Linked DNA regions of Mus musculus: region 2 is linked to region 1. The links are chromatin contacts, called in public Hi-C maps. All regions are on one chromosome and are shown on one strand. The core of a region is the stretch at or near the end of the contact, and the rest is flanking DNA. Distances in the headings are between cores, read along the strand shown. Region 1 overlaps Plekha7 (pleckstrin homology domain containing, family A member 7). Region 2 overlaps Pik3c2a (phosphatidylinositol-4-phosphate 3-kinase catalytic subunit type 2 alpha).

Region 1 (5,749 bases), core at 1,560-4,059:
GTCTGCCTCCCTTGACCACAGAGGCTGGCTGTGTGTCTGACTGTTGTAATGCTTAGTATCTGTCTATATTGCTTCATGTCAGGCTACTACAAACTGACTGAAGACAGCACAAATGGCACTATCTAGTGAAGAAGGAAGCCTCACAAAACTAACCCAGACCAGCACGGCGACACACACCCATCATCCCAGCACGCTGTAACTGAAGCAAGCAGACTGCAGAAAATGCAAGGCCAGCTATATAGCTACCTCCAAGCCAGCCAGGACTGTGTAGTACAACCATGTCTAAAAAACACATAAGTGAAAAAACCCACAAACATACTAAGTCAATAATATAGTTTCTTATAAATTGTGTTAAATGTCACATGAGGATAGGGGTCTGCAATATATAAACAGAGGGCTAGGCTGGGGAGATGATAGTTCAGTAGGCAAAGGCATTCGCCACCAACCCCAACCTGAGTTCTAGACCAGGGCCTACATGATGGAATGACAGACCCAACTCACACAAGATGTCCTCTGATCTACATATAACCATGTCATGTGGAGGACACACACACACACACACACACACCAACACCACCACCACCACCACCACCACCACCACCACCACCCTCACACAAAACAATTCACTTTTTCGGTTGGGAGGTCTACTTACTAGAATATAGAAATCAATGTGACAAAAAGCATTTGCAAGGCTGGAGATGGCTGTGAGGTTAACAGCCACCCTGCTCTTACAGAGAACGTGAGTGTGGTTGGTTTCCGTCATCAACCCACTCTGGGTGGCTGCTCACAGGCACCTATAACCCTAGCTCCACCAGTATCCAATGCCTCTGGCCACCACAGACATATATATTCTCTCTCGCTCTCTCTCTCTCTCTCTCACACACACACACACACACACACAGAATCTTTTATATATTTTTTTTAATTAGGTATTTTCTTCATTTACATTTCTTGCTACTGTTATAAACAATAGTGCAGGGGCTGGTGAGATGGCTCAGTGTGTAAGAGCACCCGACTGCTCTTCTGAAGGTCTGGAGTTCAAATCCCAGCAACCACATGGTGGCTCACAACCATCTGTAACAAGATCTGATGCCCTCTTCTGCTGTGTCTGAAGACAGCTACAGTGTACTTACATATAATAAATAAATAAATCTAAAAAAAAAAAAAAAACAATAGTGCAGGATATCTGATGTGCTACCCTTGTGAAAGGGTTGTTCAACAACCTTCCCAAAGGGTTCTCCACCCACAGGTTGAGAACCACTGGGCTAGAAGTGTGAGTTTGAGGCCAACCTGGGCCAAATACTAAGACTCTATCTCAAAATAATAGTATCAATAATAAATTTTAAAAGGTCTAAATTTTACTAAATTTAATTTTTTATTCTTACAAAAAGACAGTTTACTGCACACCTTACTTTTCTCATAAACAAGCCTGACTTCCTCTATGGATTAATAAATGTATATAGTATAGATAAAGGCCCACCAGTAGAAGAGTAACTAAAACTCGTCCACACAGACATACCCCGCATACCCACGCTCGTGCGTGTAAAGCTCCAGAGATCACAAATATGAAGTCTGCTCCATTGACCGGAAGGGTGAGGGCAAAAATCATCCCTACCTCTGTCACTCCGCAGAGGCTGCCCATGTTCCCAGAGTCAGAGCCCACATCCCTCCAACCACGTGACACACCTCCTCTCCTGAGGCTCTGGCTCTCTGGGCACCAGGTAATCCAAAGCCCTTCCCTTCCACATTACCTAGACAGTCAGCACGCCCATGGGTTCTGGGACTAGAACCTGGGCGTCTTAGGGCCATTGGGTCCAGCTGTCACAGCACCTATGTGTAGCACACGGACAGTGATGCTTCATGTTTAAGACAATGAGAGCAAGGTGGCAGGCACTATGGAAACGTCACAGTGAAACCATTTATTCTGTGCTGGTGATGTGAGCTAATCATTGTAATGAGGTACACTCTGGTCAGCAAGACACTACCCCGACAAGGATGAGGCACACTCTGGTCAGTGCCACTACACCCGGAAGTGGCAGCACTTTCTTGGCAGGGCTAGGAAGGGGACAAACCTTAGACCCATTGTTCTGGCCTGCATCCCCAAAGCAGACCCCGATGGTTCTTTCCCTCTACAGTCTACAGCTCTGGGTCTCTTCAGCTAAGGAGGCAGCAGCTCACTCTTCCTCTTCCTCTTCCTCCTCTTCTTCCTCCCCTGGCTGCTCTAAGTGCATAGGCTCTGGTTGATTATCTGAATGCTGAAAATGCAGGCATATGACTGGGTCTCAAAAGGCATGTGACAACTGCCCTTTAAAGAAACTGACAGGCACAGACCACGTTTTCCTGGAGCCTTGTGGCGTCACCACACAATGTGAACGCCAGGCACATGGCAGCAGGATAAGTGTTCTCTATCACTTAACTGCATGAGTCAGATTTGATAAATTCCAGTCTTTGAAAGACTATCAAAAGGAAGCTTTAAACTAACAGGCTATGATGGCAGCCTAGCAACCCAGCCTCCTCCATTGCCACCTGAGCCGGGTACTGGAGCAGTCAGGTCCTAACAGACTTCAGAGCCTCGAGGATGGCGGGCTCCCCAGCATACAACCTGTGGGAAATGAGAGCAAGCTGAGACCTGAACCCCAGCTCCATTTCCCCTTGCTCTCTGACCTTGGGCTTTCTGAACACACACAATGAGCCCACTCTCACTCATTGACTCATGGGTAAGGCACCCAGGAAACAGAATATGTTCACCAGAGCCACTTCCTTCTTCCGGTCCCTGAAATACTAAAGGCAGCTGGGCAAGTCCCTCACTGGGAGAGCACTTACCACACACAGCTCACCCACACACCGCCTCTGAAATCTCAGCCAAGGCCCTGCCCAACCCGTACTTCCACTTTTTTTCTCTAAATAGACAGTATAGACTCTAACCACATCCAAAGTGATGATAAACGACAAATGAGGAGTTTAACGTTTTAGCTGTGTTGTTCTTCAAACCTATGTGAGAAATACCCCTAAAATAAAAGTATGTGCCCTGTATGACAGACACCCCTGGGTCACGGATAGGAGGGGAGCCTAAGTTCTGGTCCTGGATCAACTAGAAATGGTTCTGTATGCTCGGTCAGTTCTGAAACTCAGTTTCCCCACTAATAGACTTGTCAATCCCTTCCAGTTCTCAGAGTCTGATATATCATTGAGTAACCCAAACAAGCAGAATAAGCCAAGCTGAGAATGTCTTTAAAAAGACAAATGTCAGTGGAGTGTGGTGGCTCACGTCTTTAATTCCAGGTGGACCTCTTGTGAGTTTGAGGCCAGCCTGGTTTACAGAGCGGGTTCCAGACAGCCAGAGCTACACAGGGAAACCCTGTCTTGAAAACCAAGGAAAAAAGGCCCGAATGTCACCCGACATAGTTTAGTTACCCCTCAGTGTCTCAGGGGATTGGTTCCAGGACCTCCTGAGGCAGCCACCTACATGAAACGGCACAATATCAGCCCCTCCCCATTCCTCCCATATGCTTTAATCTACCTATAGATTGCTTTAAATAGCTCTGCAATGGAAATGTTGTGTAAACTTGCTATACTGTACTTTTCAGGGGATAACAAGTATGGGGGGGTGTCTACACATGTTTTGGATAAATAATACTTTCCAAATATTTTCTATGTGCAGTTGAGCAGGTTATATGAAGACCCCTCAGACGTGTAGACAACTAGAATTAACACCAAAGAGGAAAAATATGGAAGGATGAATGCCAGCTCCTTCAGTCTCAAAGACCATGCGATTTGAGAGCTCTGGGCTTTGCTACAGTTGGAGTCGCTGGGGAAGGTATCTAGTTGAGTCTGTAATGAGACAATCTAGACTTGAATGTCAGCTTGGGTTTATACCTTAGACTTTATCACCTTAGGCAAGGCATTCAATCTCTGGGTTCCTACAATTATAAAACGGACAGTAGCCAGTTCTCAAGGCCAACTAGGGACAGCATGTGGGCCATCCATGGAGCACCTGAAGCAGAGGTGAGCAGTGGATAATGGCTGTCACTGTGCCTTAGTGTGGGTTTCTATTGGTTCAACAAAATACCATGATCAAAAAAGCAAATTGGGGAAGAAAGGGTTTATTGGGTTTCATTTGAGGGAATCAGGACAGGAATTCAAGCAGGGCTGGAACCTGGAGGCAGGAGCTGATGCAGAGGCCGTGGAGATATGCTGTTTACTGAACTGCTCCCCGTGGCTTGCTCAGCCTGCTTTCTTATGGCCACTAGCCCAAGGGTGACCCTACCCACAATGGGCTGGGCCCTCCCCATTGATCACTAATTGAGAAACCGCCTTACAGCTGGATCTCACGGAGGCATTTCAACTGAGGCTCCTTCCTCTCTAGCTTGTGTCAAGTTGACACATAAAACCAGCCAATGCACACTGTGCGTCTGCAGTCACTGGCAGAGCACACACAGCCTCAGCTCTGAATCTCTTGATCACCTTCCTCTCTGCCCACAGTGCTGAGTCAAGGGTGATCTGACTTCGTAAGGAAGAAAGGCTTACAAAACTATAGCTGCCCAGAGACGGATAACAACCCAATCTCCCCCAACAAAAACAAATGCTCCCATCTTCCTCAAGAGAAAAAAAAGTTTAAAACACTCCACCGAAATGCAAAGTGCTTATCTCCACTCGTATCCACAGTTCTCCCTCTTTATCTCCTTCTGTAATATTTAAGTTTTACAACATATAATTGAAAAAAAATAATTAAACAAGACTGCCTGCTGCTGAGCCAGGCCAGACCTGACACTGCCCATGTGTCACCAGCACAGATCTGGACACCTGGCGTCAGGCAAGTCACTGCACCCTGCTGTAAGATGAAGGACGGGCACCTGATCTGATGACATCATCAGGCTGCTGTGAGGTGAGGACCCAACAGCAGGCTGTGGAATCTCCATCCTTCTAGAGCTCCTAACTTCCTGTGCCTGGAGGGAGGCCCAGCAGTTGCTGTTACTTTTCCTTCCAACTCAGAATGCATGGCTTCGAGTCACACCTTTATAATGTTGCTCGGATCGTTAAGAGAGAATAGCCCACAAGGCGGCAGCCTTTTCTTAGGAGCATACTTCCAAACTAACAAAAATGAATTGGAGGCTATGAACATAACTCAATGTTAGTGAGCAACTCCAAGTTGAAACCACTACCAGCCACAAGCCGTTGTCTTCCCCAGGTGTTCTGTTCCTTTCTTCTTGCTGACATTTTTTTTCCCTCTCTAACATTTGGGGAACTTCAGACCTCAGTGCACACTGGGTTGTGGGAAGCAACGGCAATGAGACAGAAGATCTCACCTAAGGAGTCAGAGAGCTGGGACCAACCTTTGTGAACGCTGAGCCCCATGGTGGATCTGAACAAGGGACTAGTAAGAACATCCTACAGCCAAGCTGGGCGTGGTGGCGCACACCTTTAATCCCAGCACTTGGGAGGCAGAGGCAGGTGGATTTCTGAGTTCAAGGCCAGCCTAGTCTACAGAGTGAGTTCCAGGACAGCCAGGGCTACACAGAGAAACCCTGTCTCGAAAAACCAAAAAAAAAGAACATCCTACAGCTTTATACCTTATTTCCCCTACAACAGCAGAACAGGCCAATGAAGAAGGGTACACAAACATATTTGAGGAAACTTGAATTTAGAGGCTCTCAAATGGTGGTTTCCAAGAGGCAAACAAAATCAAAATAATTTTTGATAATTGTTTGCCTCTCCAAGAGGCAAACAAAATCAAAATAATTCCTAACAG
Region 2 (5,107 bases), core at 955-3,454, 180 kb after region 1:
TGGATGTTCTTTAGGGTCATTTACTCCCTTAAAGACTGTTGAATAATGGACCCACATTAAAGAATGTAGACCTTTTGGCTAACCAGGTGACAAAAGTGCTTCTAAGGGCCAATATCTTCAAGATGCTTTGTATGCAGTTCCATCAGTTTAACACTGTGGGCTGAGATCTACTCCTGAAATTGCAGTTTCACTAAAACAGGACACTTGTACAGGATATTCAGTATTTACCATAAAACCTGTTATACTGTTAAAGGTCTCTTTTAAATGTAAGAAAAGTTTGTTCAGGATTGCTAGGAAAGCTGAACTAGGATAACTTCCCTGCTGTATCCATACAAAGCATCTGTGAGGGCATTGGCCCTTAGAAGAAATGGGATATATTTTAGAACAAAAATCTATCAGTATATTCTCTGATTTAAAAAAAAAAAAATGTCAAGAATACTGCATGGGTTGGGACCAGTGGCACACACCTTTAATCGCAGTACTCTTAGCACTTTACAGAGACAGAAGCAGGTAGAGCTCTGTGAGTTCAAGGCAATCATGGTCTATACAAAAAGTTCCTGGCCAGTCAGGATTACATAGAGAAACCCTGACTCAAAACAACAAAAGAATATTAAAAGGGAAGCCATACCTAGTGGCCCACACCTATAATCTTAGCATTGGATATAAGACTACTGAGACTACAGCAGGAGGATTCTACAAGTCAGCCCAGGGTATATAATTAGGAAACCACCCAGCATTGGCTACAGAGTGAAACCTTGTCTTGGAAAAAAATATATTTATATACTGTATGGGAAAACTACATGCCAATACAAGTTTTAAAGTTCCTCATACATTACTCAGAAATTAAATGGGATAAAAGCAATTCTGAAAAAAAAAACCTATAGCAAATGCATTCTAAATATATTACTTTTCAGAACTAAATGCATTGCTTCCTATACAATAAGAATATTTTGAATCTTTCTTCTTTAAAATTAATGAGGGAAAAGGAGGGGTAAGGTAAGAAATGGCTGAAAATAGCATGCTTATAATCCCGGCATTTGGGAGGTAGAGGGAGGAAGTCAGGAGTTAAGGTCTAGCAGCTGTACGATGAGTTCAAGGGTACATGAGACCTTGCCTCAAAGAAATAAAATGAAATTGATGTTGGACATTCTGCCAATAATATATAAAGTTAGGCTGCTAATAAACTTTTAGAAACATCAAGTGACACACTTATAAAACCACATTGTTGTTTCTAAAATAGAATGTTGCTATACTACAGTACAGGCTAACCCCAAATTCACTATATAATCTAGGCTGGCCTCAGACACTGCCTTGATCTTCTTAGTGTTCCAAGTACTGGGATTTGTATTTATTTTAACTATTATCATTTTTATTTTAAGTACATGTATTTTCTACCTGCATACTTATTAATGCCTGGTGCCTGAGGAGGCCAGAAGAGGGAATCAAATGCCCTGGAACTGGAATGTCTTAGTTAAAAGTTTTATTGCTGTGAAGAGACACCATGACCACAGCAACTCTTATAAAGGAAAACATTTAACTGAGGCTAGCTTACAGTTTCAGAGGTTTAGTCTATTATAATCATGATGGGAAACACGGTGGTGAACAGGCAAACAAAGGTGCTAGAGAAGGAGCTGAGAGTTTATATCTTGATCTACAGGTAGCAGGAGACTGTGCCACACTGGGCATAGGTTGAGCATATGGAGACCTCAAAGCCCACCTCTATAGTGACACACTTCCTCCAACAAGACCACAATTCCTAACAGTGCCACTGCCTATGACCAAGTATTCAAAACATTTCTGTTACAGATAGCTGTCAGTTACCACATGGATGCTGGGAACCAAACCAGGTCCTCTGAAGGACAATAAATGCTCTTAACCATGGAGCCATCTCTCTAGCCTCAAATATTTTAATTATGTGCTATCATATCCAACTTTCAAAACCACTTTTATGAATGCCATCTAATCTCTCCTCTAAAATATCTGAAATCTGTTCAAATTAACTAAAACAGTTATTGACCACCACATCTGATTTAAGCTTAAAGTACCAAAACAGCTTTTTAAAGCTGTTCCTTTCCTGGTTTTGATCTCACACAAAAACTGCACTTAAGTATTTAGATTATTATTAACCAAACAAAAGACACTAAGAGGAAGCAGGAAGTAGGCCTGCTGAGTAAGGAGAAAAATATCCGTTAGAGTGGGGTTTTTAACACACAGAATTTCTAACAGGAAATGAACACATAAGTACATGCAGTAATTATAGAGAATAGGTATTTGCAATGCTGTTTCCCAACAGAAAGCATAAGCTTCAGGGAAATACTTGTGAGTAGGCTGAGACTGAGCAGTATGTGAGCACATGAAAGACCCACTCCAATGTTTTCCAAAACCTGCCCATAATTGGTGCTCTCTTTACCTTTTTTTTTTTTTTAACCTTTTGGGTTACATAACCAAACTTTCTTATTATAATACATATGTATGATGTCAGTATGTGTGTGTGTGTGTGTGTGTGTGCGTGCGCGTGCACACGTGTGCACATGAATGTCACTGTGCATGTGTGGAGGTCAGAGGACAACACTGTGGGGTCAGTTCTCTCTTTCCATCTCTACACAGGTTCTGGGGATTGAATTCACAGTGTACAAGTAAAATCAGCATAAGATTTCACAAACTTTATGAGATCTTGGTATCTAGAAAAGATTGGGGGCTGGAGAGATGGCTCAGCAGTTAAGAGCACTGACTGTTCTTCCAGAGGTCCTGGAGTTCAATTCCTAGCAACCACAACCACATGGTGACTCAAAACCATTTGTAATGGAATCCAATACCCTCTTCTGGTGTGTCTGAAGACACTGAATATGTACTCACATTTCTAAAATATATAAATCTTAAAAGAAAAAAAAAAGAGTGAGGCTAGCCTGAACTACATATCAAGTCCCTATCTCAAAAACATTAGTAAGGGATAGGTAAGATAACTTAGAAGGTAACGGTGCTTACTGCCAAGTCTAACCACCTGAGTTAGATACATGGGATTCATATAGAAGGAGAATGGACTCCTGCAGAAACTCATGCACATTTACATATACACAAATAGTAAATTAAAATTTAAAACTTTTTAGGAACTAGGCTTGAAACTTTGATATGAAAATCTTTTTTGTACATCAAACTTAGATTGAATGCTTCTAATAATTATGTTTGCAACCTGTATCACTATTATGAAATAGCTATAGATTCCTTGTAGATAATTAGATTATTAAACTTTCCTATTTGAATTTTCTTCCCCATCTGAACTTGTTATACTTTTATGGATACTGAGATGTAAAACTAAGTTACTATACTAGTCTCTTAATTTACATGGAAAAAAGGTAGAATCTGCTTGATTTGGGCATTTTCTATAAAATATAACTTTCAGCAGCAAACACTTGTCTTAACACAAATCTCGCACTGTTTTATTACCCTAACATACACAAAGGAAAACTTAAAATATTTAATAGGATTGAAAATTTGTTATACTACTATTTCATTGCTTTACAAGAACACCATACCTTTCCAGAGATCCTATTCTATGCATTAGTTTGAAAATACACATTCAAAATACAAAACCTCCTAAGGAATGCAGCTCAGTAGCATGCACAATGCACTGTCTTCAATCCCTAGCACAAGCACAACTACCACCACCACCACCACAACAATACACACACACACACACACACACCCTACAAAAAAGCTAGCATCCTCTTTTAAATGGCAACTTTCGAAACTTTATATTATATACATATGTAATATTATATATTATGTTATTTTAAATAAAGGGATCTCATAAATATCTAGTATGACTAGTTCATAAGTTAAGAAATGTGATCAAGGCCAGGCATGGTATTGCGAGTCTGTTAATCCCAGTCTTGGGGAAGCAGAGAGAGGAGGATCAAGTACCATGCCATCCTAGCCTATATAGCATTAGCAAAACTACCACAAAAAGACCAAACCAACCAACCAGACAAACAAACAAATAAAAATCCTTCAGACCAAAATAGTAACTTTAAATATAATTAATATTCTCTTTTTCTGGGGAAAAAATGTAATTTTGTCAACAGGTCTCAGATGCCTTAACTTGTAGATCCTGAAGACTTCTTTTTTATGACACAGGTTTGCTGGCACCCCTCTGAGAATGTGCTCCAATAGTTGTGTACAATAGGAGGATAAACAACATTATGCCTACTCAGCCACATGCAGTTACTCTAAGGCCTGGCAGATAGATTAAGCTACTTCAGGGTAAATGGTGTGCTACCAGTCAAGCCGTGGGTGCTCAGCACTAGCTAAGGTCAGCTAATTGTGCTACTTTTACCTACTTGGCTTTGACCTACAGTTCTCACTAACCCGTTTCCTTATTCTTTAATCCTACCTCAATTTAACTAATTTAAAACATGACACTGCCCGAAGTCAGGTGTGATGGTTCACACTGGTAATCTCAACACATGGGAAGCTAAGGAAAGGGGATAGCAGAAGTCTGAAGCCTTAGCTAGAATGAAAAACTTTTAAAAGGCTAGGGATACATACAAAAGGACTAGGGAGGCAGCTCAGTGGTAGGACACTTATCTAGCAGGTGTGAGACCTTAGGATCAATCCTTGTCACCAACAGGGCAAAGAAACAACAAACCCTGCTTATGCGGAGCAGCTTCAATAGTTAATCTCTGAAGTTTGTGACAACTACTAGACCAGATGGCTCAGACAGCGGCAAACCTTATATTCAGGAAACTACTTATTCTCATCATTTTGTCACAATGCTTTCTGAAGGAAACCACACAGGAAAATATCAGGAAGGTACTGATATTTAAAACAAGCAGGAAAAGATTCACAGAGGCAGACATTCATAAATATCATACTCTTTTCCTCATCAAGGCAAGGCTGGAAAGTGACTAGTCTTTGCAATCTAATCATGGTTTAGTGGCCTTACAGAAACTATTCCCAGAGTGCTCTAGTTTGCTATCTGTCTTCCCACACCCCTAGCTTCATAGACTCCTCTAAGGAGTAAGAAAACTTTCAAGTCCTCCATCAAGAGAGTTCAAGGGAGTTAGGTATCATCAGGAGAATTTAGGAGAAGTTTTGAAAAACTATTTTT

The links. Hi-C and Micro-C count contacts between places; a contact is called where the count stands out from the background.
Region 2: a Hi-C map of CD4 T cells shows a contact between it and region 1, with 3 times the contacts expected there. The contact joins two enhancer-like sites. A contact is called at or near these places in 3 of 484 Hi-C or Micro-C datasets (CD4 T cells, erythroblasts and nephron progenitors) and 1 of 9 other capture datasets (adipose tissue).

The regions. Positions count from the first base shown.
Region 1 is chr7:116,228,607-116,234,355 of GRCm38.p6, forward strand. All of the region lies in intron 3 of Plekha7 (pleckstrin homology domain containing, family A member 7), which reads right to left. Among named protein-coding and RNA genes, the nearest start is that of Gm44867, 60 kb to the right of the region's middle. Within about 2 kb of position 2,810, at least 67 of the 459 cell types and tissues checked have an H3K27ac peak or open chromatin away from gene starts, as enhancers often do.
Region 2 is chr7:116,407,422-116,412,528 of GRCm38.p6, forward strand. All of the region lies in intron 2 of Pik3c2a (phosphatidylinositol-4-phosphate 3-kinase catalytic subunit type 2 alpha), which reads right to left. Among named protein-coding and RNA genes, the nearest start is that of Gm40453, 25 kb to the right of the region's middle. Within about 2 kb of position 2,205, at least 71 of the 459 cell types and tissues checked have an H3K27ac peak or open chromatin away from gene starts, as enhancers often do.